Regions from separate parts of the Gossypium hirsutum genome. Here region 1 is linked to region 2. The links are chromatin contacts, called in public Hi-C maps. All regions are on one chromosome and are shown on one strand. Each heading gives the region's core, a stretch centred on a gene start, on an enhancer-like site or on the middle of the called end of the contact. The rest is flanking DNA. Distances are from core to core; before and after follow the strand shown. Region 1 holds the start of LOC107903729 (21 kDa protein). Region 2 holds the start of LOC107902308 (probable pectinesterase/pectinesterase inhibitor 6).

The links. A called contact is a pair of places that touch in the nucleus more often than the background predicts.
Region 1: a contact with region 2 is called in a Hi-C map of callus, with 4 times the contacts expected there. The contact joins the promoter of LOC107903729 here to the promoter of LOC107902308 in region 2. A contact is called at or near these places in 3 of 34 Hi-C or Micro-C datasets (callus, hypocotyl and leaf).

Annotation. Positions count from the first base shown.
Region 1 is chrA01:82,703,631-82,708,064 of Gossypium_hirsutum_v2.1, reverse strand. LOC107903729 (21 kDa protein) reads left to right here and starts at 2,260. Exons shown (of 1, transcript XM_016829876.2): 1 at 2,260-3,384. The coding sequence starts at 2,530. The coding sequence ends at 3,183.
Region 2 is chrA01:82,493,599-82,498,265 of Gossypium_hirsutum_v2.1, reverse strand. LOC107902308 (probable pectinesterase/pectinesterase inhibitor 6) reads right to left here and starts at 3,336. Exons shown (of 2, transcript XM_041111538.1): 1 at 2,261-3,336; 2 at 1,089-1,890. The coding sequence starts at 3,140. The coding sequence ends at 1,403.

The DNA.
Region 1 (4,434 bases), core at 1,011-3,510, 210 kb before region 2:
CGGCTGCTAATATCACGTATTTCCTACTTTTCAATCTTATATGATTCTAATAATTTTCTTTAAACATAACTATGGATTTATGATCTTAGCTTTAAAGTTTTGGGTTTTAATGAACTATTATTTAATTATGTTCAAATAAAGTTATTAGTATTTATTTATAAGTCTATTATTTTTTACTTTATTTAATGATAAAATGTTGAGTTATTATTCATTGTACATAAAAATTTATACACTGATAGTACATCAAATATATTCCCTACTTATAAAATTATTTCAAGTGATATCTTAAATAAATTGATATTTAATTATCTCATACATCAATTATAATAATATAATAATCAACATGTAATAAAATACAAATCTTTTTATGTCATTTAACTCAAACTAAAACCCATTAATTTGTAATGTTTTGGTTAATAACTGAGTATTACGTATTTCTGATAAAGATAAATAAAGATTCAGAGTTACATGTATGATAACTTGAAACCGCTCTAATTACTTAAATAATGTACAAATAGCAAGAAAAATTAGGCAGCAAGGCACAAATTGTTATGGTCCATCCGTACTCAACCACTTGCATGTTTTATTTATATAAAAGGTGGGTGAGGAAGTGTGAATCGTTCATCAACGCCTAGTAGACGAATGTGGAGTGTCGACTTCTGGTTGATTGCTTGGTGGATGCACCGCCTCCAACCAGCCGCAATTTAAAACCCATCTTTTTATTTTTCTTTCATATGCCGCAGTTTCACACTTGCATGCTCCACTTCTCTTCGTCCTGACTTGTTAAATGTTTTTACTTATTCGTGCATTAGCATTAGCATTAAATAATTTATGACAACTTATATCTACCAAATTAAACAAGATTCTTTTTAAAATGTCAGTTTAAAAATAAAATAAAAGCTTACTGTTTACATATATTAATTTGAGAACTCTAACCTTACATATAATATAATATTTTGGGTTAAGTGCATCATGTGTTCAAATTAGGGTTTAAAATTTTAAACATTATAATCAGGGGTGAAGTCAGAAAAACTTTTTAGGGGGTCGAATGAAATTTTAATTTTTTATAGTTTATATTTTTATAATTTGTAAAGGATTAAATCGAATTTTTATAATTTTAGGGGGGTCAAAGTGTAATTTTACCTTTACTAATTTAAAATTTTTAAAAAATTTGAAGGGCTTAAAATGTAATTTTATATTTTTGGGGGCCGGGGCCATGCCAGCCCCCAACTTCGCCCTGATTATAACATATTCTAATTAAGGCCTTAATGCATTAATATTATATCAATTGGGTCCTTTTGTTAGCTTAACTATTAGCTTGGGTATTAAATGTTAGCTTAAAACATATTTAAAACACTTGAATCAAATCGTTAATGTGTGTGTTCTTATTATATAAATAACTTGGGTTTGACATGTTAAAAAAGAATAATCCAAACGACAGGTACCACATGTATATTACGTGTAGTCTACATCATATTCAAACTAGTGTCTAATACTTAAATTGACAGTTAGACTGACAAAAGGGCCTAATTGATATAGTATGAATTATTTAAGGACTTAGCTAGAATAATTTAAATCTTAGAGATCAATTTAAAATTAAGTTGATAATTTAAGTCTGTTTGATGAAATTAATCCTTACACTTTTACCCAATGTTGGGGCTGTAGTATAACAAGGGAATGAATGGAAAGTAAAAGAAAGCAATACATTTTCTCATGTTTGGATAATTTCTTTTATTTTAAGTAAGGATATTCATTTACAAGTTAAAGAAAGGAAAGTGACATTTCTTTCAAGATGTAAAATACCATTTTTATCCTATAAATTTTTTATAATTGAAAAAATCATTATAATTAGTATTTCTTTTACTTTCTATATTTTAACCGGACAAGGGTTGTAAATATTACTTAATTTTACTTTTTACATTTTAACCAAATAAGGATGAGATTTAAATAAAACATAATATAAGAAAGAATTCACACATAGCATATAGTAAAACTCAAACTCAAGTATTCAAAATCTCATAAAAAACAATTATTGAATTATAATCGGATTATAAATACACAAAGAACTTATATTTGACATACAAGACATGTATAGATATCTTTATACAATTATAATTTGTTTTCGAAAAAAATAAGGTTAATTATTTTTAATACATTGTCAAAAAAAGTAGATGTATTTTTTTTTTTACCCATACCCATTTAAAACCCTGTTAGAAAAATATAAAACTCCACTACTTTGGTAGTAAATATTTTTAGGAAATTTTCTATATAACTCACATGACTAAATCTGGTAGTCACCAATACATTATGTAGTCAAGGCAGGAAAGGAAAAGACAACAATGGCATAGTTGAAAATTTACAGAACAATAATGGGTAAGAAAGTAAAAGAAGATCCACTCAAGACGCTACAAAAACCATTGCTGTCCTCTCACTCATACCGTAAGTAAGTTAACAGAGCAACCACCTTCCGGACATCAACACGATTCCCAAAATAACTTCTCTTGCTCTGAAAGAATACGACCCACAGGCATGAACATCAAACACCCCCTCTCTCCCCTCTTCCTAACCTTCCTCTTCTTCTATCTCCACCCTATCCCAACCCTGTGTTCCGCCGACTACGACGCCAACACCACCACCCCATCAAACGCCACTGATTTCATCCGTATAAGCTGCTCCGTCACCTTATACCCCGACCTTTGCTTTGCTTCCCTTTATGGCTACGCCAACGCCATTCAACAAGACCCAGCTCGTCTAGCTCGTACTGCCATTGGTGTCAGCCTCTCTAGGGCCCGTCACATGGCAGCTTTTGTCTCTAACCTCTCCCGTGAAGCAGACTACGGTGCCGACCCACGAGCCAGCTCCGCCTTACACGACTGTTTCTCCAACATGGATGATGCCGTGGATGAAATCCGGGGCTCCTTGAATGAAATGCGGCGGCTTGTGAATCCGGGTTCTGAGTCTTTTAGGTTCCAAATGGGGAATATCCAGACATGGATGAGCGCTGCTTTAACGGACGAGGAGACGTGTACGGATGGGTTCGAGGATGTGGGTGACGGACCCATGAAGACGGCGGTGTGCGAGAGAGCGGCGAATGTGAAGAAGTTTACTAGCAATGCGTTGGCATTGGTTAATAGCTATGCAGAAAAGGGTACACATAAGTTGTTGAATGAGAAAAATGTATAATTTCTAATAACCTGATAGTTCTTCTTGATTGCTTTGCTTCATTTCAACTCTTTTTTTTTTCTGTACAGTGATTTTGAAGCGAGTCTGTTTTATTTTTCTGGGTTGGTAAAATTTGGATTTTACTATGTTCTTTCCATAGTGACAGAGAACAGAAAGCTGCATCTTTTTGTTTGTTAATGGAACTGAGTTTGCCGAGTTAAACACTGAGTTTAGTGAATTTTTACAGAAAGCTGCATTAATTTGAATGAATACATTACAAATAATACATACACAGCTGAAATGAATCACTATTTACTCAAAAGCTAAAATCAATGAGTACAATAAAAAATTTCTTTTCTTAAAGCACCTTAATTGCTATAAATTAAAATGGTGCATTTAATAATTATGCTAGATTTCAAGGACCCACACCAGTACTTTATTAATTCGTAAATCACTTTCTCTTAAAAGTGTTTCTTTTCTAATAAACAATATCATTTTGTTACAATATTTCTTATTATATTCCATAATTCAAATTCACATGCAGTTATAATGTTCTTCACTTAACCTTTATTTATTTAATTATTTAATTTTGACAATGTTGACTATTCTCGTGATTTTACTTAGGATAATCATGCGCATCACATGCATCAAAATAATCTTATTATAAAGGTGTAATTGAGAATTTTATCCAAAATTATCTAACTAATTAATCTTTTCATTTTAATTTATCAAATTTTTGTCTTCCTATTTTACTAAAATTAAAAATTTGAATGGATTTTTTTTAATTTGTTAAATATATAAAATGATTAAATGATCCTCTAATATAAATTACTAATTTTCAAGTCTAATGATTTAATGGTAATATTTAATATTGTGATTAAGTTGGGTTAACTTTACAATTTTCATAAAATATGAGGATAAACGAAAGTAAATAGAATACTTATTAAATAAAATTTATAATTAAAATTAAATAAAATATTGGTACAATTAATGAACCAATTTTCATGCGTAATTGAAAAGAAGTTAGATGTGAGTAGTTGCATATGGTATCACAATGATGAGTTTAATTAATTGAAGGACATAAATTATACAACAGTCACAAAAAGAGGAAATGAGAGATGGACAGCAAGTTAAATGTCGGGTTGGTTTAGGTTGGATTTAGTGTCTACTAACTCTAAGCTTTTGGATTCTTATAGAGAGAAATAAGGACTCCCGTGACTTACCAATCCTCTAGAAATATTAAGAAACAAAGGAAAGTGAGGCTAAAATATT
Region 2 (4,667 bases), core at 2,087-4,586:
AATCTTTACATTTGTGGGGCCTTGCTAAGAGAGTTAATCCGCTATACTTACTGAGATTTAAATCTCACTCATTCACAAAATAACAACCTCACTTATATATTCTAATCAGGATCACTCTCCTCTAAAACTTTCCTCTTAAAAGCTAAGATGTAAATTAGGCGACTCTTTTTTCTTTTTACTAAAGACTCACTTAAGTTTAGTATACAAATTTTCACACTGCAAATGACAATTTTGAAATTTATCATTACATTCTTACAAAAATGTTGAATGATTTATTTTGTGAGTGACTTAGTGGAATTAAATGGTTGAGAAAAAAGATTGGGGTGAGAGGGTGTAGAAAGATTGATGGAGCAACTAGAGATATTTGGATTGAGTTTGGCAAAGTGAATGGGACATTCTTTTCCCCTCGTAGTGGGCAGGCAAGTGTTGAACTCGTTTTGTTGGATACAAAATAAATTTGAGTGTTTGTGGCAAATGATAGTACCTCCAAATGTACAAAAATTGACTTCAAACCCTAAAACATATCTCATATAAGTGCTAATGGTCTTTAGTAGCATTTTCACTAGTGGAATATCTTATGGTGTTGTCCTTTATCCTTCCTTTCTTTCTCTGTTTTGGATATCCATTCATCTTCTGAATTTGTTAAGATATAGTGAGCAGTTTCTTGTGCAAAATTACATATTCCTAAGGTGGAAATATGTATATTTAAAAGGATGGTATCTCTGAACTTATGAATGGATACTCAGAATCACTAACAACATAAAAACTTTGTGTTATTAAGAAGACTTAGAAAGAAAGTCAATGCAATTGGACATGAAAATAGTTGGCGGTGGCAGTTTCATTCACTGTCGCTATCACCTTCATCTTTTTTCTTTTTTTCCCAATATTCCTTCAAACGAGATTAATCAACCTTTTTTATGGCCAAAAAAGTTAACAATGTATTCCCACTTCCTACGTAATATTATAATCGATATAAATACCAAGATTTTCATATAAATAAATAAAAGTCTAAGTATTTGAACCAACGTATTTGTTCATTTATAAATACAACAATTTCAACATGATTTATTATACAACCACTTCTCCTCTTTGACAAATTCAATTATATATACATAGTCTTTATCACCCAAAGCTATATGACAATTTTAAACATAGGGTTACTTTGGTATTTACATTTTTCCTAATGCCGAAATCAACAAATTCATAGTCCAACATCAAATGGCACTCCACTCCCTGGAATCCATGCATTTCCAGCGAGAAAATTACCAACAGTGAATTTCCCGGCTTCAGTAGCATCTATAACACGATATCCACCCCACTTCACTCTCCCCCCCGTGCTTGCACCGGTGCCGGTATTCATATGCTCAGCATAGTAAAGACTACTTAAAGCAAAATTCCCACTTCATGGTAACCAACCTTCTGCCTCGATCAGTCCATCCAAACCAGTCTTCATAAACACAGTTCTCGAGTATTTCTGCCATGGTCGCCCCAAATAGTTCTTGAATGAACCCTGAACGACCCTCAGGTCAGACGCCTCCGTCACACGTGAGTTGTGGACGATTATCCCCGTATTCTCATTTGGGTCAGTTCTTGCTTGTGCTGTGACAGTGTTCATTTGGCCGCTCATTGGTCGTCGAATATAAATGTTGCAGTTTTGGAAAACGGCGATAGCGTCACCGAATATGAAGTCTACAGTTCCATAAATATCACAGTCGCGGTAGAATTGGCGTTGGGAATAGACATATAAGGTATCTTGGTAACCTTTGAAGCTACAACGGTAGAAGACTGAGAAATCAGAGCCAGAGCGGAGGGCTACTGCCTGATGTTTTTGAGGTCCGGCAGTGTTCTCGAAAGTGATGTCACGAGCTATGAAGCCATCACCGACAACGGCTGAAAGAAGAAACGAACGAATGATGTGAGTAATCAAATGATAGGTTGAAAATAAGGAAAAAGCAAGAGGACTAATTTTTTTCTCACGTTTTTACTGTTATATTTTCTCATTTAGTTGTGTAAAGAACTATAGTGTTGGTGAAATGGGAGACATAAAAATATCCAACTAATTAGAAAAAAAATAATCATGTTTTTACTATTCTAAAAAGAATAAAAGAACAAATTGATGTAGATTATTTGCATGAGTGTTTTGATTTGTGATTCAAATCATGTTTCTTTTTCCTTACTTTTTCTTCTTAATTTAGGATTACTTTATGTTTTTGTCTAAGTTTAGAATGTGACTTTAAAATAATTTATACATGTTGCTTACCAAATGTTGCAGTGCGGAAAGTTGTTGTAGTTTGAACATTTTTATTACTAGTAACAACCGTAGCGCCAATTCCATCTCCAATTAAAATGATATTTTTAGCTGATCTTTGAATATCAACATTCTCATTGTAAACTCCAGCTTTTACGTGTACGACAGTTCTGTTTCCACCGCCAGCCGCAGCCACCGCCTCCGATAGGGTCTTGAAGTTGCCGGAACCGTCTTGAGCCACCACAATGTCAGCTTTTAATGGTGCACCAGTTTTCTGCAAGAGCTTTCGGTCGACACCGGAAAGCCAAGTGGGGAATCCATTGGCAAGCAGGCGTCTATTGCCAACTTGATTAGCGGTAACATTAACAGTGGGCTTATTGATGGCCAGGGAATTGCTAATCAACTTGGAAAAGTTGGTTAGCATGAGTGGTAAGGTTTGTAAATGAGAGGCCAAGTTGAAGTCAATGAAGCCATTTTGGCAGGTTTGATGGTTGGCTATGGCAGCACTTAACCAGGTTTGAGCATCTAATGGACTATTGGTGCTCTTCGATCGGTTAAGATGGGAAATGGTGTCTTGGTAGAGCTCCAAGCAATCATTCCAAGCCAATTTGGCTCGCTCATTGAAAGAAGTCAAGTCCATGGTAGAGACGAGGTGATGAGCTTGAACTGCTTGGTTTAAGGTGACCTGAATCGCAAGGTCACGGAAGGAGAAGCGGGTTTGATCAAAGGCAAGGCTTGATGTTGCAACATTAACACCATTTCCCATGAAATGGTTGCAGACATCAGGGTAGGGTGTTTGGGTACATGATGTTATTGTAGCTGCAACGTTCCCTAGGGGAACACAAGTGAAGAAATAAGTAATGAGAAATGGTATGGCAAGAAGCTTATCCATAAAGACAATTGGTTTTAGATGTAAAGCTTTGAATGTTTGAATTGATGAAAAGAAAGGGAGGGAAGAGAGGTTTATATAGAGCTACAAAAAAGTGGGAGAAAACATGAATTGTGAAGGGGGATCAATTTCCTCATTTACTGGGCCCAGGGGCTTACTTTGTGGCTCAGGGCATTTGTATGGTTTTTTCTTTATTTTATTTTGTTAATACTATGGACATAATAACAAATATATTAATAATAAGAGGGTGAAGTCATTGACTCATAAGTCTTGGCTATTTATAACTTTAGACACTTGAGTTTGGTATAAAAGAATTTTCAAAGCAATTTTGTAGTTGGAACAACCTTTTCTTCCTATATGGTTTTTTATGCATGTCTCCAACTCCAATTCTCCATTAACAAATTATTAACATACATATTGCATCAAATCAATAAATTGGAAGCTTTAGGCAACTAATAGGGATACATATTCATTCCACTGACCCTGTGGAGTAGCATATATTATTAGGACAATCTTTTTTATTTTTTATTTTAGATAATCTATTCCATTCTCGGGCTTTAAGGCATTCAAGTTTATTCTCTCTATTTTAATTTAATTCATGCTAAATTATTAAAAAATAATTACAATTATTTTTTTTGTATTAAATTATAGTAATAAAATTAAAGGTTGAAATATATTTTTCTAAGTCTTTATAGATTACATACATTTAAAATTTAATCCTTAATTTTATTTTTAAGTTAGTCTCTCTACTTTTTAGATTTAAAATTTTAAATCTAATTATTTGTGTGACTTTTTAAACTTTTAAAAAACAAATTCATTTAATAATCATGTAATAATAAATATGATATTGAAAAGTATTTTTGACTTGGAAGTTATAATTATAATTATTTATTATTGGTTTTAATATTTTCTTTTTCCTCTTTTAAGACATGGATTATCTATATTTGACATGACAAACAATATAATCCACTAATTTAAAGCTTGTTTGAAGGACCCTATCTACAAGCAGACCACCACTAGTATTTTGTCCATCAAAACTATAAAATTAAATTGCACCATCAATATTGAATTAGTTTGCATCATTCTATCTATTTGATTTAAGTTCCCTCTTTCGCTTTATAGCTTTTAACTAAATTCATAGTTTAACTTAATGCTTCCAAGCTCAAGAAAGAGAGCTAATCCTTCACTGTATTTCATTCTTTTTAGAATTAAAAAAAGTTATTACTACAATAAATATTCTATTTAACAATGAAAAGAAAATCTATTTTATAATTACAGACAATTGTGCTATAAAAAAACCATTCATATTTCATCGTAAATATTTGATACCTAATATTTATAATTGCTCTTCTTAATTTAGTAAAATAAAAACTTGAAACTCATTTTTTCTTTTCATCTCAGACAATTGCAAATTAAAATTTGGTCCTTAAAATAGCACAACTTCTGTCCGTATCCTAAATCTTTATATTTAAATTACACTTTTTTAAAACTATAGATATAATATATTTTTATTTATTTAACTAAATACCA